Regions from separate parts of the Zea mays genome. Here regions 2, 3 and 4 are each linked to region 1. A link is a contact called in public Hi-C data. All regions are on one chromosome and are shown on one strand. Each heading gives the region's core, a stretch centred on a gene start, on an enhancer-like site or on the middle of the called end of the contact. The rest is flanking DNA. Distances are from core to core; before and after follow the strand shown. Region 1 has its middle 41 kb from the start of LOC100281271. Region 2 holds the start of LOC100277165. Region 3 has its middle 44 kb from the start of LOC100282091. Region 4 holds the start of LOC100282091.

Region 1 (2,547 bases), core at 18-2,517:
GAAACCAAAAGAAAATGGGAAAGGGTTGGCCGTAAATGATTGGCACACGCAGCATATGCACACAGCTTCTTCAAAAGACCGGTTCGGACTGAGCTCATTCGACCGTACTAGTACTACATAACTTATCTGTGCCCTTTTCGCAAAACGTTCTATAAACCACTGACGTAGTGATGGTTATAAAAATCCAAAGCGTATCATTATCCATAACAACAATATAAGTAGGCGTTACAATATAAGTTTTGGTTCTAAAAGGCACCAAACAGGCCTGTGCACTCATTTGATGACAGATAGCATCCAAGATTTTTTTCTAACACTAGCGGAGGTTAGTTCAAACCAAAAAAAAAAAAACAGAGGTGGCCCCATTTTCTATGGTAATAGGTATCGACATTTATTAGTTTGAGTTCAGCACTATTTTTCCATCCTAAATCTGTATCCAAGATCCCCTGCTGATATCGAGCGAAGATTTTAGATTTAAATGATTGCTTCTGCCTTCGTAGCAATAAGCACAAAAATTTGAATCTCAAGATCTAGATAACGTGGTGTCGTACCTACACTAATGTAATCGCATGGAAAACAACTCGAAGAAAACGAGGTATACCAAACAAGCTATGAGAAGCTTGAACTAGACGAGCTACCCGATACACTAAAGTAGGTGACTATCAATCGCTACCGGTCTTTAAAAAAACAGTTTTAGTACTAGTAGTGATGCCAAATTCGTAGTAACGAGTGATGGTATATATTAAATACCGAAGCGTAAAACATCGATGACCAAGCATTCGTAGTCACGAGTGTATTGGGTTTTTTTTTTCTAACTCCCGAAAATTCCTTTGCATCTGCAAACTAAAAACCAAGCACCACGCACTCCACTCAGGACAGACGAGAGCAAGTAGTAATCCACGCTTGAGGGAGACCTCTTGTTGCTACCCGCGCAAAAAAAAAAACTTTTCAATCGATCGCCTGCGCGCGCGGACGAGGTGGACCGGACGTGCAGTGCAGGCCAGGAGACACGGACAAAGGCGAGTACAGCGACGGCACGCGCACGCGGTGCGTTTCCTCATGGACCGTGTCCATCACGCCTTTGTTCGCCGGTCCCTTTCTGCGCCCCGCGCCAATTATCAGACCCATCCACCCAGGTCCAGCGTTCCAGGCAGGCAGAACAAGCGTGGCACCACCGCCGATCTCGACGACCACCTCACAGTAGAGGCGTGGAGAGCATCGAGTTCAGCTAAAGCTTTGACGTGACGCGGACTCCCTCCGCGCGCGCGCCTGTGCCGTGCCTGTCACCGCAACTGCTAACCGAACGCGCACGCATGTGATCCGCCATGTGCTATGCTTGCTTGCTTGGGCACGGCCGCACGGCTAGCTAGCTGCTCCGTCCAGTCCAACCAACGAGACCGGACGAGGAACAGCGCCTCCGTACCGCGCGCACCAAGCTGTTGGTTCGTGGGTCGCTGCACGGCGTTGGAAGCCACGCCCGGCATGTCGGAGCCGGCCGGTCCCCGTCGCACATGGCGCTGGAAAAAGGCTCGCTCCCTCGGTCTCTGTCTCTCCCCCTCACACGTCCGAGAGCATCCGATTCCGATCCCATTCCCCGTCGGACGACGTGGAACCGTACGTCGTGTGTGTGGCCTCCATCCCGCGCTCCTCCCTTGTCGGTTTCGTCCGTGTTCGTCGCATCGACGTGGAAGTGGAACCTTGGCAGCTCGATCAGCACCACTGCTATTATTATTACTCGGCGGCTGCAAGCGCACGTACGTCGTCGAACTGACTGTGACAAGTTAAAAAAATAATGAAGTGATAGTTTGAAAACTCCAATTTTTTTAAATAAATTTCTATTTTTTCAAGTGGAAATGAACTAATTTCCTTATAAAAATGAAAATTCTTTAGAAAAAATGGGGTTACCAAAGCGTTATAGTCTACCTGCAGGAGTACGTAGAGGTGGCCGTACTATCTGATAGCTATTTAACTCTCTAATAGCAAAATAACTCTCTAACAGATTAGCTATTTAACTCGCCAAGCTATATGACTCTTCAAATTGACTCTCTCACTAGCCAAATTTGGCTAGCCAACTGACTAGCCAAACTAGATAGATAGTTTGTTAGAGTGAGATGATACATATAGAGTGTAATCTTTATAAAAAAATTAAATATATAGTCAAATATAGAGTTAAAAATTAGTAGTCTCTTGGACATACTCTTAAATAAACACCCGCGCGCGCGGCACTGTATATATCTCAATCTGTATGGCCATAGAAAGCAGAGCCGTCACGTACGTACGTACGCCGGTAGGCTGGCAGTCCACGTCGCGACACTGCAGCTAGCTAGCGAGCGTGACGCGAGAGAAGCGGAGGGTGAGGCACGCCGCCGGGGCCGGGCAACTGGATCGGCCAGGATTCGTTCCGCGCGTCTTCGTCGGCCGGTAGACGACGCCGACGGGGTGGATCGTCACTCACGCGTCCGGTCCGGCGCCACCCTCTTTGCACGGCTGGCCGCGACGTATACATAGTAGTAGATGAGGATGGGCGAATAGGCCGCCGGTGCCCGAAGT
Region 2 (2,547 bases), core at 35-2,534, 390 kb after region 1:
AGAACTTTACTACTGACAGAGCAGACCAGACTTGTAGGTGAGATGAACCGAACCAACAAAGAATCCCAGCGTTTCAGTGCTAAGCAGGTCGTGAGATTGCTACGTTCAACAAAGAATCCCAGCGTTTCAGTGCTAAGCAGGTCGTGTGATTGCTACGTTTTACCATCCAAAATTGTTTTGGATCTCGGTCCACTGTTACTGTTTCCTGGCCAGTCATCCTTGTTTATAGCGAATAATTGACGCAATTTCAAGACCTCCACGACGGAATGGTGGAAGAGTAATCAGCAGACCCACCACCAAGATCACAACTCCTGCAAGAAGCATGGATTTACTGAAATGGTAATAATTACACAAGTGAACTTCATGTCACCATCACACATACGCTTTCCATTTCAGCGGAGGCGATCTAGCAGGATGCGCATTGCCTAGTACAGTACAACCAGGGAGGGTTTCTTCTGACCGAAGGAGGGGAAGACCATTCCAGCGAGAATCGATGGATATCTCAGCCAAAAAAGGTTAAAAGACGAGGGGGGGAGGAGGAAGTGAAACGAAATGGGAAATTCTGCCGTTGGCGTACGTGAAGATGAAGGGAGGAACAAATAAGCTCCCTTTCTCGTGTCGCATAATAACAGAGAGAGTGTGTTTTCCTTTTTCCCTTTTGCCGTTTCTCTCTTCTCTTCTCCTCTCTTCACTGCTGCTGGGTCGGCGTTTCTTGGGGCGCCGTCACTGCGCCGCGACGGTGCGGGAGGAGGACGCGGCCGCGGCCGGCGGCGGCGCAGCGGCGAAGGTGGCCGGGGAGGGAGGGGACGCCGGGTTGCTGCCGTGGCCGTGGCCGTGGCCGTGGGAGCTGCTGCGGTGGAGGCGGCACTTGAAGGAGCCTGCGTGCGTGGCCGGCGCGCACACGCACTTGGGCCCGTGGCCGTGGCTGTGGGCGGACGACGAGCTCCTCCGCAGCGTCTTCGGCGACGCCGCCGCGCTGGTCGGCGTCGTGCTGTGGTGGCCGTGGAACCTGCCCTCCTCCGCCCCGGTGTCGACGTAGTTGGACGCCATCAGCACTGTACCTCCACAAGCAGCACAGGCTCCAATGAACAAAAAGTTCTTATAAAAAGCTGAGTGGATCTAGAACGAGAAGTTCTCTTCTCCTAGGTAGGAGTTAAGAACTGTAGTAGTAAAGGGATAGGAGGAAGGCGTCCCAAGGAGCTTACCAGACGAGAGAAACTGACTGCTGATAGGCCGGAAAGAGAAGAGAGGAAGCCGAACGAGTGCCGAGAGCGGCAAACTGCGGCACCACGGCGACCGAGCAGTCCTCGCTTTTATGCTGGGGGTGGCACGGCACGGCACTGCCCGCGGGCAGGACCGCTGCCCAGGATTCCTCCTGACCCCACTCACTGGCCTCGTGGACCCACCCCGCCCCATCTACTAGCCTAGCCCACTGGTTTTTTTTTTTTAAGCAAAGGCGCCAGCGGATTAGGGCTTTCTTTCTTAAAACATTATCAGATCTCTAAACTTTAGACCAGAAGCTCTGGCTAGGTGAAGTTTTAAAATAAGCTAAAGTATTTTGAAGTTTTTAGAGCTCTAAAACTGGAGGGATGAAAGTGACGACGCCGACGGCCGTGCCCTCGTTCCGGCCGGCCCAGCGCCCAGGCGGTTCTCTTCTGATTAGAAAAAAAGGGGGGCGGTTTCTTTGAGGTGGCGGGAAACGATGGGCTGTGGAGCTTGGCGGGTTGCGCAGCTGGCTTGCCGGTGCGTGCGGATCGCGTCGCGTCGGTCGCGAGCAAACGCCAACGGGACCACGCGCGGACGGTTCTAGAATGAATCCGCTGGCTGCTGCCGCTCTATCCAAATCTTTTTTTTTTCATATACAAATCGTTTCCCAATCTATGTGCGCTGGTCCAGACACGTTCGGCCTTGGAAACCTTGAGCGATTGATAGATACATCGTGCGTGGGTGCCTGTGGTAGTGTCGTAGAGGATTCGATTCGACGATCCGAGTCATCCGACGACTTCCTCCGCGCCGCGCCGCGCCAACGTAACACTATACTACAATATTATACTCTCAGACAGAGTTCCGCTTCTTCGTCCCTCCGTCGCGTGGGCGGCGTTCGCGTGTGGTACACTCGTCCATTTGTGGTCGCAGGCAGCTGCTCCTGCTCCACTAGTCGGCTCGTCTCCCGCATGACCGCGTCGCGGACCAAGAGACGGACGGGACGATGATAATAAAAGCAGTGCAAAATAATACTGGCCACACCATGCACCTCAACAAAAGCCACACACAAAAAACTGAGAGAGACTCTGCAGCTACGTACCCTACGCGGCTACGTATAGTCCACAGGCCACAGCTGACTTGTCTGTGATCAGCAGATGATGAGGCCGCAGAGACGCATCCCACCGCTAAAATTTGTGCACCTCAAAACGCCAAACCACTGTACGCCACGCTGCGAGTCATTTTACGCCGCATCGGCGGCACGTCGGGTCGCGACGACTCCTTTCTCGGAACCGAAAGCCACTAGTGCGCCGTTCCCTTCCGATCCGAGAGCAGTGGCCAGTA
Region 3 (2,547 bases), core at 33-2,532, 360 kb before region 1:
TTTATATTTTCTGAAAAAGAATTTGTACCGATGGTTCTCAGTTAGCCATCCGTGGGACATAACTATTTCTACTGGCTCTTCGCGCTGACAGGTCTGATAGACGTCTATAGAGTTTCTTTTCTTTGTAGTTCGTACTAAGGACGTAGCTTATATGTTTTTTCTCTACTGATTTATGATGTCCCACTGTTTTCCTCTGCTGTGCGAGCGCGTGTCTGCACCAAACGACGAGTCGACGACTGCTGATGTACGTGCTAATTAACTTTGTAAAGTGTCCATATCATTAATTAAGCTAATAACGTCTGAGTTGTAGTGAAAAGCTAAGAAAGGGCATCAATCGGCTGCTCTTTGTTGCGTATCGTGGGGGGAGGAGCGTGACCACCTGCCACTTGCAGCAACAGTGCTGCGTCCTGCTGCAGCCCACGACGTACGCAGCGACTGGTGCCCTGCCCTGCATGATGGCATCCGCGCCGTGCCGTGCGACGTGCGTGGTGGGGCGTCGACGACCACCTGCCACTGCGTTTGCTGTGCGACTGCGAGAGTGGGAGCGGTGCCACCGGCGCCAGGCAAATCTGCAGCCCCGGCCACGGGTCCGTCTCGCCAAGAAAAATCAAAGTCGTGGTTGTAGTTTTTTCCACGGACAAAGTTTGGACTCTTGCCTCTTGGATACAATCCTATATATATAATCGTATTCCTACCTTCACTTGTTTACTTGGATTCTCTCGCGTGTTCGTGTCAATAGCTACCACCTACCGGTAGTAGTTGCTTGATGTCGCAGCGCACAGTTGAATCGATGATGACCGTGATTGATCCGAGTTCTGACCATAGCCGCTAATCAGGTCCAGTTCCTGTATTTGAATCGAGATGAGTCATCAAGATAGTCATTAAGGTGCGTTTGATTGCAATGACAGGATGGGATGAAACGATCCCTCAAATAAGTTTCAAAGGTTAGGACAGGACTATCCCAGTGTTATTCTCAATTATCTCTTAAAATTGGAGGGACGAGAAAGGACACCAAGAGACGTCTCTGTTTTAGCTGTCCCGCAACCAAACGCGTCTAAAAGAACAGCAAATCGAGATTGTTAATTAATTAATCGAACATCATTCACTCGTGTGTTCCGGCCTTCCGGGTGGGTATAAGCTGGTGGACGAGTCCACCATGTGGACCTAACGTTTTTTCAATTCCTTCTGGACAACGCGCGGCCACTGACTGGTCCAGTCGTCAACACGCGCGCGCGGAGGCAGACACCTGCCTGCCTGTCCGCCAGGGGCGCACACACACACCCCTATCCGGCATTGGCACGTCTCGCCGTCGCCGTCGTGGGGATCGGAATGATCAGCAGGCCGTGGGGTCCCCTGCCAGGAACGGCGAAAAAGGCAATCGGAAAGCCGAAAGCTACACGGGATTCGTCCGTGCGCGGTGCGTCCCACTAGTATCATCCATCAATCGATTGGACCGGTCCACGCGAATCGTGAATCGTGAGGGAGCGAGCAAACTGTGAGAGCGAGGGAATTGAGAGAGAGAGAGAGAGAGAGAGAGAGAGAGAGAGAGAGAGAGAGAGAGAGGAAAAGCTATGCCGGCACATCGCTGCTCGGAATCGGACCCAGCCACCCAGGGGGGCAAAGCTTTCCGCGGCCAGAGCAAATCACATGCGTCCCCGCGTGGCTGCACAAGAAAGGTCACATGTCAAAGCTTTGCCGTGGCTGTGCTGTGCTTGCATAAGCTGATAAAGTGATAAGCGTAACCTTGTCTACCGGGTTACAAATAATTATATGACTCAAGTCTCTCTGTTTCTAAATAACCAAATCCTATTTTCAGGACCGTGCCGGTCCATGTACCAGACTCTAGAACGAGACCTATCTCACTAGAAAAAAAACTTTAATAACATAAAGTTGCAATATACTGCGTAGGAATAAAATTTATGGTCAATGCAAAAGGATTTTATCAAGTTCCTTATAATAGGCAAGCCAATATCTATCATAATATTTTTCCATTTGATAGAATTTTATTATAGATAACGTAGAAAACTTTTTAGAATGTTTGTCTGTAGGACATTTCTCTCGTTTAGTCTCCTTTTGTGCCAAAAAATAATTTTATTTAGGATCAAGAAAATCCAGGTATCTAAGGCCAAATATATCAGACCAAAAAGAATCGCTAGCATGCCCATCAAGCCAAGTATTCTAGTTAGCGCTAATAGTAGTGGCATTCATATTAACATCATCAACCTCAACACTATTAATTGTCTCAATCTAGCAATCTAGAGGATCATTATCAGTGTTATTATCAAGTGCAATCTTACTTGTGATTATTTTATAATAGATATATCTACGGCTCCTTTCGGAGACTGAATTAATTCTTCTATTCTTTAAGTATTCTTTATGCTTTTTCTCGAACTAGAATCATATTTTTCTACATTGATCCGCGGAAGACATAAGACTATTAAATTTATATCTCATATATATTATTGTGTTTACATTTAGGGGCTGGCCTGCTAATGGCAAAAAAATCCAACCCACGCCCACCCATACACAAATCTAATAACTTTGATA
Region 4 (2,547 bases), core at 34-2,533, 310 kb before region 1:
TGGCCTCGTGTGACGTAGCGTAACCAGTCGGCGACGAACATGTTCAGTCCATCAGGAGACGAGGACGTGGAGCGAGCCGTTCTTGGCGGCCGCGCAGACGGGGCAGGCGTCCACGCCGGCCTCGCACGCGCGGCACAGGCACAGGTGCCGGCACGGGAGCAGCAGCACGGACGCCTCGCCGGCGCCGCACGACCTGCACGCCAGCTTGGACCTGGACGCGCACGACGCGCCGCCGTCCTCGAAGCAACACGACTCGGCGTCCTCGGCCTCACCGCCTTCCTCGCGGCCGCCGCCGGCGCCATAGGGTGACTGCAGGAGCTGGTCCAGCGTGGCGCGGAGGCCAGCGGCGGCGGCCTCGTGCCTCCTGGCGACGGCCATCCACGCCTGGCACTCGGCGCCCGCCTGCCGGGCCTTCTCCTCCAGCTCCGCGCCGCGCCGGAGCGCGCGCTCGAGGTCCGTCTCCGACGCGCGCAGCCGCCCCGACGCGGCGCGCCCCACGGCGGCCAGCAGCGCGCGGGCGTGCCGCCGCCGCGCCTCCTCCAGCGCCGCGCGCATCCTCTCTGCCTGTGCACCACAAGATAATGTCTCACAGATCAGACACCGTCGGACCATGCGTTGTTGTCCCCATATGACGAAGAAGGAAGAAGTCGGTCGATTCCCAGTTATTAACCATCAATTGACAGATGATAGATGAAGATCACGACCGAACAATGGCCGCCCGTACCTCAAGTCTAACGAGCGCGTCGATCTCCACGCCGTGGCGGTGCGTCCACGACGACAGCAGTCCCCGCGAGGCCGCCACGGTCGCGCCACTTGCCACCCTCCCACTGGTGGACGCCGTGCCGGAGGCCGCCACCGCCCGGCGGCTCCGCGCGTTGACGAACGGTGCCACAGCCACAGGCAGTGGCAGCAGGCGCTCCGTGCCCGCCGGAGGCAAACCCGCGCGCTGGTCTTCTGAGAGACCACCGCCCGCTGCTGGCGCCGCCGTCTCCAGGCGCGGCCGCTTCCTCGGCAGGAAGCCGTCGTAGTTGCACCAGGCAACCTCGACGCGCGGGAAGTCGCTGAGCGCCGTCGTGGCGTCCCCGATCCGGGCCGGGGCCGGGGCCGCGGCTGGCGCGCACCCGGCGTACTCGTCCAGGAACAGGTAGCCGCCCGCCGCCTGGGCTGCTAGGTCGTGCGACAGGTGCCGCCCCTGCACGGCCATGGCAAGGCGCAAGGCGCAACTCAAGGACGACCGCGAAGGCGTTGGGCGGGCGTGGGAACCGACCGCCAGTGGGAGGAGTGAGAATGGATGGTTTGCAACCGATGTGGTTATATATATACTGTCACGGTTAGGGAAGGCATGCCATGACTCCGGCTCGGGTGGGGCGGAAGAGCGAAGACTGTGAGCCGGTGCCAACAAAAACACGTAGTAGGGGGGGCACGGCGCGCGGATGCGATCGAGGCCGGGACAAAATCGGATCGCTTTCCACCCGCCCTGGCCGGGCCGGGTGGGGCGGACGCCGTTCGCGGTTCGCCTAGCAATAGCAAGCTGCTAGCTAATCCCCATTCCAGACGGGCGGACATTCACTCGGTTTATTTCAGCGAACCAACGGAGTGATCAGATTTTTTTTACCCCGTGGTCTGCTGCTGCTGCTGCCAATATGATGGGTAGGTAGTACATACTCGATGGACTGTAGTATGTGTTATTCATTTTGCTTTCGCTTTCACGTGCGTGTATGTGATCTGTAGTAAATGGTTGTTTTTATCTCTCCGTATCTACCGTTCTTTGGTATTTTCCTTTTTTCTCCATTTCTCTCACCTTTCTCTTGGTCACATTCATGGGCTGACATCCGTTCAATTTTCTCGCTTTTCCATTTATTGATTTTTTTAATCTTTTTTCCCTATCAGATTTTATTTTCTCGCGTTCTTTGTCCTCCTCCTGTTTTTTCTCTCTCTATCTTTTTATTTATCTCTCTCTCTCTCTTTTGTATTAAACGTTGAGAAATCCGATCAAAATAAATTACATACATAAGAATTAAGAATACGTCGAGAAATCTGATGAGTGCGATATGATGTTCGGCGGTGGACGTGGACCGGGCTGGATGGATGGATCAACAAATGTTGATGGATGGGCCACACCCCACTTCCATGTTTCATGGCCGATTCAAGTCGTCTAGCTAGCTAGTGCATGTCGTCCTGGCTTTTTTTCTCTGCTTTGTTCTGGATCGGATGGGAAAGCTAAAACTAGCGCATCCGTGTCCGTGTCCGTGTCCGTGCCACTAGTAAAAGCAGCGATGTGCATCTCCGGCTGCGGCGGGGCAGCCGGTCAAAGTCTTCCCCCGTCGGAGACGGGCTTACCGCACGCGAGAAAGATCCGATCTCGCAGTCGCAGTGAAACTTCACCCTCGAACGACGAACCATGGCGATGCGATGCGACGCGGCCCAAACAGTCGCAGTCCCTGCCTGGACGACGTGCGGCTGCGGTTTCAACGCCACCCAGCGAGAAAGGCGCGCGGGAAGTCAGGAACCACGAACCATGCAAAGTGATTTTCTCCGCACGTTGCA

What was found. Hi-C and Micro-C count contacts between places; a contact is called where the count stands out from the background.
Region 2: a Hi-C map of leaf mesophyll shows a contact between it and region 1, with 9 times the contacts expected there. The contact joins the promoter of LOC100277165 here to the enhancer-like site in region 1. A contact is called at or near these places in 3 of 25 Hi-C or Micro-C datasets (bundle sheath, endosperm and leaf mesophyll).
Region 3: a Hi-C map of bundle sheath shows a contact between it and region 1, with 2.4 times the contacts expected there. The contact joins two enhancer-like sites. A contact is called at or near these places in 2 of 25 Hi-C or Micro-C datasets (bundle sheath and tassel).
Region 4: a contact with region 1 is called in a Hi-C map of ear, with 5 times the contacts expected there. The contact joins the promoter of LOC100282091 here to the enhancer-like site in region 1. A contact is called at or near these places in 4 of 25 Hi-C or Micro-C datasets (ear, leaf and tassel) and 2 of 3 datasets of contacts at active chromatin or transcription factors (leaf and seedling).

The regions. Positions count from the first base shown.
Region 1 is chr2:62,951,156-62,953,702 of Zm-B73-REFERENCE-NAM-5.0, reverse strand. No RefSeq gene overlaps it. Among protein-coding and RNA genes, the nearest start is that of LOC100281271, 41 kb to the right of the region's middle. Within about 2 kb of position 1,267, at least 19 of the 20 cell types and tissues checked have an H3K27ac peak or open chromatin away from gene starts, as enhancers often do. A contact at or near this core is called in bundle sheath, ear, endosperm and 4 more, where this site is marked.
Region 2 is chr2:62,557,491-62,560,037 of Zm-B73-REFERENCE-NAM-5.0, reverse strand. LOC100277165 reads right to left here and starts at 1,284. Exons shown (of 2, transcript NM_001327920.1): 1 at 1,206-1,284; 2 at 197-1,055. The coding sequence starts at 1,050. The coding sequence ends at 724.
Region 3 is chr2:63,310,111-63,312,657 of Zm-B73-REFERENCE-NAM-5.0, reverse strand. No RefSeq gene overlaps it. Among protein-coding and RNA genes, the nearest start is that of LOC100282091, 44 kb to the right of the region's middle. Within about 2 kb of position 1,282, at least 19 of the 20 cell types and tissues checked have an H3K27ac peak or open chromatin away from gene starts, as enhancers often do. A contact at or near this core is called in bundle sheath and tassel, where this site is marked.
Region 4 is chr2:63,265,644-63,268,190 of Zm-B73-REFERENCE-NAM-5.0, reverse strand. It overlaps LOC100282091, which reads right to left and starts at 1,283. Exons shown (of 2, transcript NM_001371822.1): 1 at 725-1,283; 2 at 1-564. The coding sequence starts at 1,204. The coding sequence ends at 52.